2 separate regions of the Ovis aries genome follow, and region 1 is linked to region 2. The links are chromatin contacts, called in public Hi-C maps. All regions are on one chromosome and are shown on one strand. The core of a region is the stretch at or near the end of the contact, and the rest is flanking DNA. Distances in the headings are between cores, read along the strand shown. Region 1 has its middle 30 kb from the start of DAD1. Region 2 overlaps SLC7A7 (solute carrier family 7 member 7).

Region 1 (5,191 bases), core at 1,440-3,939, 220 kb after region 2:
GGTTGGGAAGATCCCTGGAGAAGGGAAAAGCTAGCCATTCCAGTATTCTGGCCTGGAGAATTCCATGGACTGTGTAGTCCATGGGGTTGCGAAGAGTTGGACACAACTGAGTGACTTTCACTACCCTGTCTAGTTTCAAAATACTATAAGAGACGTTTGATGGGGAAGTTCTTTCTATGACTCCATCATTGAGTTAAAAAATATTTGCGTGCCTACTCTCCAGAATATGCAGAGGTGATCAGAACAGACAAGGTAACTCCCTTTTTGAGCCTTACATTCTAGTCAGGAAGAGGGCCAAATTAGCACATGAATATAACTGCTGCAAGTGGAGTGAAGGACACAACAGGTATGAAGTGATTACGAATGGGGATGAAGTGGGGGCTACCTAGACACAGTGGTCGGGAGAGTCACAGCACTGGCAGCTGGAGTGTGTCTAGGTATTACTTTACTAACTCTCGTTGCCTTGTGATTGAGTCCTGGAGTCTGCTTTTGCACAAAGCATTGCCTTAGGAGATGACTAACCAACAACATTTACCGAAGGAGTGTCTCCTAAGCAAACTGTTTTGAAACTCTACTTTAATCCTAGAGGACGATCAAGAGTCCTGAAGAGGGAAGGGAAATCCAGACAGAAGTTATCAGTCTGGGGGCGGGGGTGGGAGTGGGATCAGTTGGTCCTGAGACGCCATCTTTTCCTGATCCTTCCTCTGTGATGGCTGTATCTGGAGCCACCTGCGATTTGGGCGTCCGCTAGCGCTGATGTGGGCCTCATTCACTGTGATGGCAAGTGAGCCACTTCACCTTTCTCCATTTGTGAAAGGGAGGGACCATACCCTGCCTACTGCTTGGCTTTCCTGTGAAGGTCAAAGCCAGATCATGTTTGCTTTGGTGTTGCACAGACACGCTATTCTTCATAAAGATTCCAGATAAGGATGTTGCCTCACCCACGTCCCCCAGTAAATCTCTGGAATAACTTGGGTCAGCAAGGAGAGGCAAGGCCTCCCTAGAGTTTGCTAAAAATAGTGTCTCACTGTCTCCACTGGAAAAAATTCCTATTTCATGTTAGCCCAGTTTCCTCCCATCAAGGCTAGAAGCATGAGATGGAGACCAGTTGCTGACCACTCTCTGAACCACAGTCCTTCATCTACTCAAACTCTCTGAAGTCCTGCCAACCATGTCTCACATTTATATGCTCTTTCCCTAATCGTCCCTTTTTCCCTCCTTGGCTGAATTCTGTGTGGGTGGCTCAGGAAAAGGGTAGACAATCACGCTTTCTGCTTCTCGGGGGGATTTTTAAAGAATCTGACAACAGAAGGGCTCTCTCCCCTGGATCCTATTGCCTCTGGAATGGGAGTGTGCCCACATTTCCAAAACAAACAGTGAGAACGGGCTGCCCTTTTCCCAAAGGTGGTGAGAACCCTCTGGGATGACGTGTGGTGTTCTGGCTTGGGATGAGGGCTGCCCAGAGAAACGACCCATTGGGGGTGGTCTACTTTCATCAGACGTTGCCTCTAGCTCCAGGGGGCCCCTTTTGGGGGAGAGGCTTGTGCCGTATGGCGTGTGGATTCTTAGTTCCCCGACCAGGAACTGAACCCAATGCCCCCTGCAGCGGAAGGCAGAGTCCTAACTGGGGACTGCCAGGGAATCCCCAAGGGGGCCGTTTTGAAAGCAGAGAGGCCCCCAGAGGGTGAGAGGGGAGATAAAAAGCAAGAGTGTTCAGGGGTGTTGCAAAGAGCAGAGTGGGCAGCCTGGAGTGCCTTGGGGCCGGGAGGGCCGGCTTTGTTCTGAAAATTGGCTGCAGCCTTGCCAGGGCCTCCCATAGCTGTAATTTCTCCTCCCTCAAGCTCTTCTGGAAGCCATGGAGGGGGAAAGAAAATGAATATGATGGTGAAACCAGAAGCTCCTGGGGCATAATGAGGGGAGAAATGCCTGTCTACTGTGGGCAACAGAGACACACTGGTGAAGCAGCAGCCCCACTTTTATCTCAGCGTGGTGGTCCAGCCTGACCCAGCTCTACCGACCCCCAGGCAGGGTCTCTGTTCAATTTTCTAGGCATTCCCTTAAAATGTGCATTCAGTTTACTATGCTGAAACTGTGCATGTGTTAATAGGAACGGTACTTTACTGTATAATTTACCTGTGCTAAAATGCACAAATCTTATGTGTACAGTTGGGCTTATTTTGACATGTCTCTACACCTGTGTAAATCACCCAAATCAAGATGCAGAATATTTCCACCACCTGGAAGCTTCCCTGGGGCCCCTTTCCAGCCAGTCCTTGCACCCCAGAGGCATCCACTGTTCCCATTTCTGTCGCTGGTGATTAGTTTTGCTTGTTCTTGAGCTTCATCTGTGTGGAGTCCTATCGTTTGTACAGAGCCTGAATCCCTGGGGCCTGGCCTGTGTCTGCACTTGGCAGGTATGCACTGTGAGAGCAGCCTTGGTTCTTAAACTACCCTGTGAGAGAGCACTGATCCCACTGGGAAACTGAAGCTGTGGGTGGTTAGTGAGATGCCCACAGGGCAGGAGGTAGTGGTGGATCCTGGTGGCCAGCCCAGGCTCCCTGATTCTGAATCCAAAGCTCTCTCCAGGCTCCCAGGGGACTGCCCCACCCGCTCCCTGGGGGCTCCTATCTAGTGCTCTGGATGAAGGAGCCTCGTGATCCTGGGCAGGTAGCGCCCCCTGCTGTCTACGGGGCCAGACCCTACACTCTCTCTCCTCCAAGGGATGTGACAGGATCACCCGGGCAGGAGCCCAGGTCAGTGATGGACAAAGGGCAGGGGCTCGGCTCCTGGAAGGAAGTCTCCTGTCCTTTTATTTACCTCTGAAAAGACATTTTCTTAAGCGTTTGGGGGTTTTCCTTCCTCAAAAGAAGCGGATTAAGGGAGAAGAGGCCTCTTTGGTGGAGCTCTGCTGCCCCCAGGTGGGTGGCTGGGACACTACCACAGAGCCGGACGTCCAAACCCCGCGGTTTTCAGGTCTCAGGTTCCCATGGTCCTTCTGTGGCTCTCCATCTCCCGGCCTCCCGAATCCTGGTCTCCTTGGCTTCTGAGAGCCAGATGTCCCTCTAGACCATCATCTTGCACTTCAACCCTGACCTGGAGCGGTTCCTTGGAGAACCAGCTCCAGCCGTGCATAGGAGGGGGAGATGTGCCCACACCTCCCGGGGAGGGCGGGCTGGACAGAAGCCTAGAGGGCCTGTCAGCATAAAGAAATGGTGTGATCGAGTGAGATCAAGGTTTGATCTTAGGACTTGGCTGGGGGGGAGGGGGTGATAGGCGGGGCGGGGGTACTTCTCGCTGTGGGGTGCGCGGCCCCCCTGCCTGCCGTGGGCGTGGGTGCCGCCGCCAGGGCCCCGCCGGCCCTTCCCAGCTCGCCGCCTTCCTGTCGCACCTGCGGTCGTGGTGGTGTAACGGCCCGGCCCTCCCGGCCCCGGCACGTGGCCTGGGGTGATGCTATCTCTAACTCGGTATTTTTAACTCGTTTTTTCCAGAGGATGTGGCTTCTGTGGGAGAGCTTCAAAGGGTGCCCCACTTGCCCCTCGCGGCAGCCATGACGTCATGGAAATGGGAGGGGCCGCCCCAAGGCCCCCCCCCCCAAACACCTGCACGGAAGTGGGAGACTTTTTCCACTTCCTGTCCTACATCTGGCTACTGACTCAATGTCTGACCTGCTTATTAATTTCAAAATATAGCTCTCAGTGTGATACTCAGAGGAAACCTTACTCATCTGTGTGTCTGGGTGAAACTAGGCCTGAATCCCAGGTGGCAGGGCACCCACCTGCCAGCCTCCTGGCTTCTCAGTGTGCTCATTAACAGAGTGACAGTGACCGGGGCTTGCAGACCTCCCCAGACCCACCCATCAGTCAGAAGCTCTTCTTCCCACAGGTTGCTCCCAGAGGTAGATGGAGAGAGAATTTTAAGACAGGACTTGTGGAGAAAGTGAGGTGAATGGTAAGGCCTCCTGCAGCCCTGGACCTGGGTGTGGCCCTTCAGTAACAGGAGGGCTGATTCCTAGAAGCCCTGTGTGCTTTCCCATCCCCCAGGCTCTGGATGAGTGCCCACTGAGGCTGCTCTGGCCAAGGGACCATCACTCAGGTTCTGCTTTTCCTGATAGTTCCCGACAGGTTACTCTTAGCTCTTGGCTAAATTATGAGATGCCTTCTCAGGAGGCTCAACGGTAAAGAATCTGCCTGCCAATGCAGGAGACACAGGAGACTCGGGTTCAGTCTCTGGGTCAGGAAAATCCCCTGGAGTAGGAAATGGCAATCCACTCCAGTATTCTTGCTTGAAAACTCCCATGGACAGTGTGGCAGGCTATAGTCCATGAGGCTGCAAAGAGTCAGACAACACTGAGTGACCACACATACACAAATTGTGAAAATGTGGCTCACTGGGCCACCTCGTCTATTAATCCCTGTTTTCCTTTCTCTTATGTTCCCTCACCCCCCCATACACATATACGTCTTCGCTCCTTCCCCAGTGCCTCCAGAGCCCCCTGCCTCATTTATTTGTTCACTTGCTGCTTAAGTGTATATTAAGCATCAATTGTGTGCCAGGCACTGTGCTGGGTGTTACAGACACACGGATGAACACCATATACTTCCCATCCCAAGGAGCTCATAATTGAATGGATTTTCTTGCTGAGATAGTACCTGATAACTAAAGTGATATCTGTTAAAGGCTTTACATGTGACCCCATGGGAGTTAGATTTTATGGGCAAACCAAGAAGAAAACAATTCTTCAAGACTCGGATGGCTACCCCTCCAATGGGGGGTCGTGGTGAGCGGTGCTCTGTTGTGGCTGAGACCCCACCCAAGTGTTCCTGAAGCACATACTGGTGTAGCCTGCCCCTTTCTTGACCAGATCGTGATTCCAGTTGGGCTCAGAGGGCAGATGTCTGAGTGGAGGGACAGGGAATTCTCTAGAATCTTAGGCTTGGTCCAGAGAGGTCATTTAGTCCCTTTTTCTGCCTCCAGGGTTGGCCTGAGCTTAAGTCTTTTGGGGGCAGTAGGATGTCTGTCCAGAGAATTCTGTTCTGCACCTGGCCTTGGGGGCACATTCCACCTTGGGATGGCATGGCTGTCCCTCCCTGAGGCTGGCCCCTGCTGCTGAGGACCGGGGCTCTTCAGGGCTGGGCCTTCTCAGGGACTTGCTGACCGTGTCTCCAGGTCTCCTCAGCAGCCTCTTCCCTCC
Region 2 (5,369 bases), core at 928-3,427:
ATCCCTGATCCTTGAGGTTAAATGCCCTTGTCCTTATATTATCCTACCCCCAGGCCCTACCCCACCCACTTCCTTGCCTCTGAAGCAGGAGGTCAGGCTCCACTTCAAGAACAGTGCACTTGGCTGGGCTCCGGGGCCACCGGTCAGCTGTATCCGCTGCGGGTGGGGACAAAGAGCTCAGTCAGCACTGCTGCCTGCAGGACCCGTTTCCTGCTCTCACGGCCAAGAGGCCCTGGAGGCAGCTGAGCGCTGGGGAAGATGAGGGCTGGCGCTCTTTCCAGAGGATTCCCTTCTTCATTCAAACGGAGCCTCCCATGCTCAACACAGAGAGCAGATCAGGGAGTGATGGTGGGTCCATGGCTGAGAACAAAGGCTCAGGAGTTGGGGAGGAGGAAACACTGGTGGTCAAAGGAATGGATATGGAAGTAGACTAGAGAAGCTGTAGGAATTAAAATGTAAATGACCCCTGTATTTTCTTTTCAGAATTTGCTGTAGTAAAAGGTAATGGGTCGGCTTTTCCCTGTCCAGCTCTCTGGACAGAGCTGAGAACAGAACCTTGTGGAACGTGGCTACAGACTGACTCAGAGCTAGAGCCAATCCCTTAAGCCTCCCGCCCATTGATGCTGAGGGCTAACCATGATTTTTTTTTTAAATTAAAAAAATGTTGTCTGCTTTGGGTCTTCATTGTTGTGTGGGGGCTTCTCTCTAGTTATGGTGCTTGGACTTAATGCCCTGAGGCATGTGGGATCTTAGTTGCCCAACCAGGGATCAAATCCGGAGGCAGATTGTTAACCTCTCGACCACCGGGGAAGTCCCTAACTGTGCATTATAATTATGGGATCCTGTCCTTTGTGAATGCGGCAGCTCTAGTTGTCCTGGTGTTTCCAATCCAGCCTGGCTTAAGTTATATTTGTGTGTCAGCAGCAGAGCCTGAGGGTAAGGGGTGGAGGCACAGGATGGGGAGAAGTGGCAGGAGGGCTGCTGAATGGCTGGAGGCAGAAGCCAGTGGGGAGTGAAGGATGAGTGACTGGCTGAGGAGCATCAGCAGATCTGAAAGATTTGGCCATTTTGTGGGGGTGCTTGTGGCGACTACACACTCATGTCTTTAATTATTAACTTAACACTGCATTGGCCTGGAGTTATGGGTGCATTTTTGCCCAGCCCTGTGATAAGGTTTGGTTGTTCATTGTCTTGTTTATTAGGCAGAAAGGCCTAATGTTTGTTTGGGACGGGAAAGCCCCCTTTCTGGAAGAACAGAAAGAGACTTGGGCACTGAGGGAGGGGGAGACGGAAGGTGAGACAGCTTGGTTGCTCTTTCCTGCCCCTCAGGAGGAAGTAGTCCTGGGCCAGAGTGTGTTGAGACCAGGACACAAAAAACCAGGATGGCTGGGAACCCTAAGGGCCACACACCGCCAGAATGGAGGCAGGGAGTCTCTGGGGCTGAGCTGGGGGCCAGAAGCAGGCAGGTGCAGTGCTTTCTCTCTGGGAAGACAGCCCTCCTCCTGGTGCCCCAGTTGCTGAGCTGGGAAGGAGGGAGCAGTGCCGAGCTCTGTTGTACCGCAGCAGGAAAGCTACGGGGTATGTGCCTGCCTGCTTTTTAAGAGGTTGGGGGGTGTGGGTTGAGGGACATTCTGCTGAATTTCAGAATTATTTATTTTGATTTTCTCCCCCCTCCCCCACCAACCCCAGGCGCATCCTCGGGCTACTGGTCGACCTCACAGCCTGTTTGGGCTTCCTCGCTCTTTCTTCTTTTGAAGTAGCGGATTATACGTGTTTTTTTTTTTTTCTTGTGGGAGAGGGATAGTGGATTTCTCTGATATTCTGAGGGAAGTTATGGACCCTTTTTCTTAGAAAAATGCATATACTTTGGACATGTGAACATAACACTTTACAGAGGATTTCAGGCCCTGTGGAAGCCCTAGGGTAAGAACCCTGGCTCTAAGGGCAGTCCATGAACTTCGCTGGAGCTCTTCCAGGTAGAGTTTGCCTCTACCCCAGGGTGGCAGGACTTGAGGAACGGCCATGGCTCTGACTTTTGCATTGTCCAGTCAGGAAAAATGCTCCGTTCCCTTTGTATAGGAACCTGTTTCAAGAATCTTTCCAAGCATGAAAACAAGCAGCTGAACAGGCCAGCAGAGGCAGGAAGTCTGGCCTCCAGCCTAATCCTGGTCACAAATCCTGACCTGCTGGGCCAGACACTGGATAAGTTACAGCAGGGCTCATCAAGGTTAACAGTGATCCACAGCATGAGACTGTTTATTCCTGGGCCCACATAAGGGGCTATGGGGCTGGAGATGGGGAGAGACTGTGACTTTTCAGAGCCAACAGCCAGAACACATCACTAATCCTGTTCTGCCGCCAGTTGCCTCCTATTGCTGTGAGCACATTTGTGTGTAAGCAGATCCAGTCACTTTCTATCTCTTATATAAGTGCTGAGTGTGTGTGTATTGCTGTGCACCCAGGTGCTCAGCAAGTGCCTTTGAATGATAATGGTGAGGAAATTCTGGGCAGAGGTTTCCAGCGCAGAGCAGGTCAGAGCCCAGACACCTCTGTCTTTGGCCAAAGGGTCTGTTTTGGTGATGGGTACTAGAAACATTGCTTGCGGGGGGGTGGGGGGGGTGTCTAAGGCCCTCTGGATGGTAGGGTCAGTCACCAATCAGCTTTGTTTTTCTTTCAGGTCTCTTAACCTTCATTAACTGTGCCTATGTCAAGTGGGGAACCCTGGTGCAAGATGTTTTCACCTATGCTAAAGTATTGGCATTGACTGCCATCATCATCGCAGGCATTGTTAGACTTGGCCAGGGTAAGAAATAATAGTAGCAGCAACTCACGTTTGTTAAGCATTTTCCATGAGCTGTACTCTTCTAAATAGCCTTTGTGCATGATTTCATTTAATAGGTACTGTTATTATTCCCTTTTATTTAGGCCATGCCCCAGCGCTTGCGGGATCTTAGTTCCTCCACCAGGGATTGAACCTGTGCCCTCTGCAATGGAAGCCTCAGAGTCCTAACAACTGGACAGCCAAGGAATTCTCTAAAGTCCCTAGTTGTGCATGCTGGGTCCTCAGTCGTGTCTACCTCTTTGTGACCCTATGGATTGTAGCCCAATGGGTTCCTCTGTCCATGGGATTCTCCAGGCAATAATACTGGAGTGGGTTGCCATTTCCTTCTCCAAGGGATCTTCCTGACCCAGGAATTGAACCTGGGTCTCTTGTACTGCAGGGGGATTCTTTACTATCTGAGCTACCAGCTTAAATCATGGAGCTGAAATCTGTACCAGGCAGACTGACCCCAAAACCTGTCCTGTTGTGTCTATGCATGCTGCCTCTCAGAGGAGGTTGATCTTGAGCCAGCTTTTGCAGACTGTCGAGCCCAGTGCTGTGGCAGTGACTGTTCTCCCCCTGGGAGTGGGCATGGGCAGAAATGAACCTGTGGTACTCACTCCTCTCCCGGTTTCCAGGTGTGAACGCCTGTAACTGCTCTGTTGACTGGGCACACTGAACCCTGCCCTTCCTCCACTCCGTGTCAGCTGTGTGGTGTTAGGAGGGGAGCAGACAGGACTGCATCACTCCTGTTCTCTAGCCCTCGTGCTCTATTGTTCTTTTCCCTAGAAATTCACCAGGGTCCTTCCTGTTAGGATCTGGGTGCTTGGAGAAGGAAATGGCAACCCACTCCAGTATTCTTGTCCGGAGAATCCCAGGGACAGAGGAGCTTGGTGGGCTGCTGTCCATGGGGTCACACAGAGTTGGACACGACTGAGCAACTTCACTTTCACTTTGATGCACTGAAGAAGGAAATGGCAACCCATTCCAGTGTTCTTGCCTGGAGAATCCCAGGGACGGGGGAGCCTGGTGGGCTGCTGTCTATGGGGTCGCACAGAGGTGGACATGACTGAAGTGATTTAGCAGCAGCAGCAGCAGCTGATCCCTGCACTCCGGCCCATTTCTGTCGGTGTCTCTCTTCTGCTCCCCATTCCTTCACTGGTACCCTTACTGCTAAGGTGTTCGAAACCACAGGCATTCTATTATTGTATTCCTCCTCTCCCTTACTGAGTCACCTTGTAGCTGGGGTACAGGCCACTAATCCTTCTGCCTTGCTCTGGGTTCCAGGAGCCTCGACTCACTTTGAAAATTCCTTTGAGGGTTCATCATTTTCAGTGGGTGACATTGCCCTGGCACTGTACTCGGCTCTGTTCTCCTACTCTGGCTGGGACACCCTCAACTATGTCACTGAAGAGATCCAGAACCCTGAGAGGTAGGTACTTCACTATCAACTTTCCATAGCGATGGCAGCTGTCATTTACTGAACCCCTACTATGTGCTGATGGCATACACCTGGTCAGTTTTGTCAGCATCATTTTGACAGGCGTGAGGCTGGACAAGTAACTGGTCCATGATAACAGTAACAGGGCTAAGAGGTGAACTTTCTTGTACTAAAAAAAATTTTACAGGGCTTTTCACATTTACTTGGGCATTTCTGCATTAATCAAAGTAGGCTATCATGTGCTTTTTTTTTTAAATTAAAAAAGTTGACTTTCCTTGATAGATTTTCACTTACCCTTATTCCTATAACTTCAGGTCACAGAGTACCAGAAACCTTTCCCTTCTGATCCCATGTTTCTCAAATTCCTAAGTGACTTAGTGGTATTGTTTCAGGACACCATTGAATTGTCCTGTAGTCACGGAGAGTGAAAAGCACTGCCCAGGGAGTCAGAGGGCCTGGACTTGTCTCTCCACTGACTCGCTGGGTGACCTTGAGGGAATTCACTGCCATCTCTGCCTGCTCCCTATCTATAATTGAGGGGGTTGAACTATATGACTTCAGAGCCTTTCCTGGCTCTAAAATTCAGTGACTCTAGGAACTAAGATTTGCCAGGAAATGAGGTTTCTGAAATTTTTAAGTCAAAATAATAATAAACTCCTCTTGGCTTTGAAAAACACGAGTATTCTTGATAAACATCTAGTGTTGCAACCCTGGGAGCAGACAATAGCTGATGGGAAGCCTGGGTGGTGCTTCCACCTACTGGACAGAAGCTGAATGACTTGAATATTTGCCCCTCTCTACCCCCACCCTGCTCCAAGTCTCACTGCAAAGAACATTTATAAAGATCACGGCTTATTTTGGGCCAGAGGGACTATGAGCTGTCTTTCAGTCTTTCTCTTGGCCAAGGGTTAGGGTAGCACTCAAGGTTCTCTAACTAAGGGAGCGGGGTGGGCATATTTCTGATTGCTTGTTCAGGTATGCATATTGTTCTTACTGAGGGCCTGCCTTACTCTCTAGAGAGATTAGATTTCACAATTTCCCTCCATAATTTCTTTTCTATTTAACCTTAAGACAAATTTTCCAGTGTTGATAATCTTGGGGAAGGAA

Evidence for each region. Hi-C and Micro-C count contacts between places; a contact is called where the count stands out from the background.
Region 1: a contact with region 2 is called in a Hi-C map of mixed tissues, with 3 times the contacts expected there. The contact joins two enhancer-like sites. A contact is called at or near these places in 2 of 16 Hi-C or Micro-C datasets (mesenteric adipose tissue and mixed tissues).

Annotation. Positions count from the first base shown.
Region 1 is chr7:22,058,157-22,063,347 of ARS-UI_Ramb_v3.0, forward strand. No RefSeq gene overlaps it. Among named protein-coding and RNA genes, the nearest start is that of DAD1, 30 kb to the left of the region's middle. Within about 2 kb of position 2,690, at least 37 of the 54 cell types and tissues checked have an H3K27ac peak or open chromatin away from gene starts, as enhancers often do.
Region 2 is chr7:21,835,789-21,841,157 of ARS-UI_Ramb_v3.0, forward strand. It overlaps SLC7A7 (solute carrier family 7 member 7), which reads left to right. Exons shown (of 11, transcript XM_060418965.1): 4 at 2,678-2,803; 5 at 4,109-4,253. Among named protein-coding and RNA genes, the nearest start is that of OXA1L, 21 kb to the right of the region's middle. Within about 2 kb of position 2,178, at least 14 of the 54 cell types and tissues checked have an H3K27ac peak or open chromatin away from gene starts, as enhancers often do.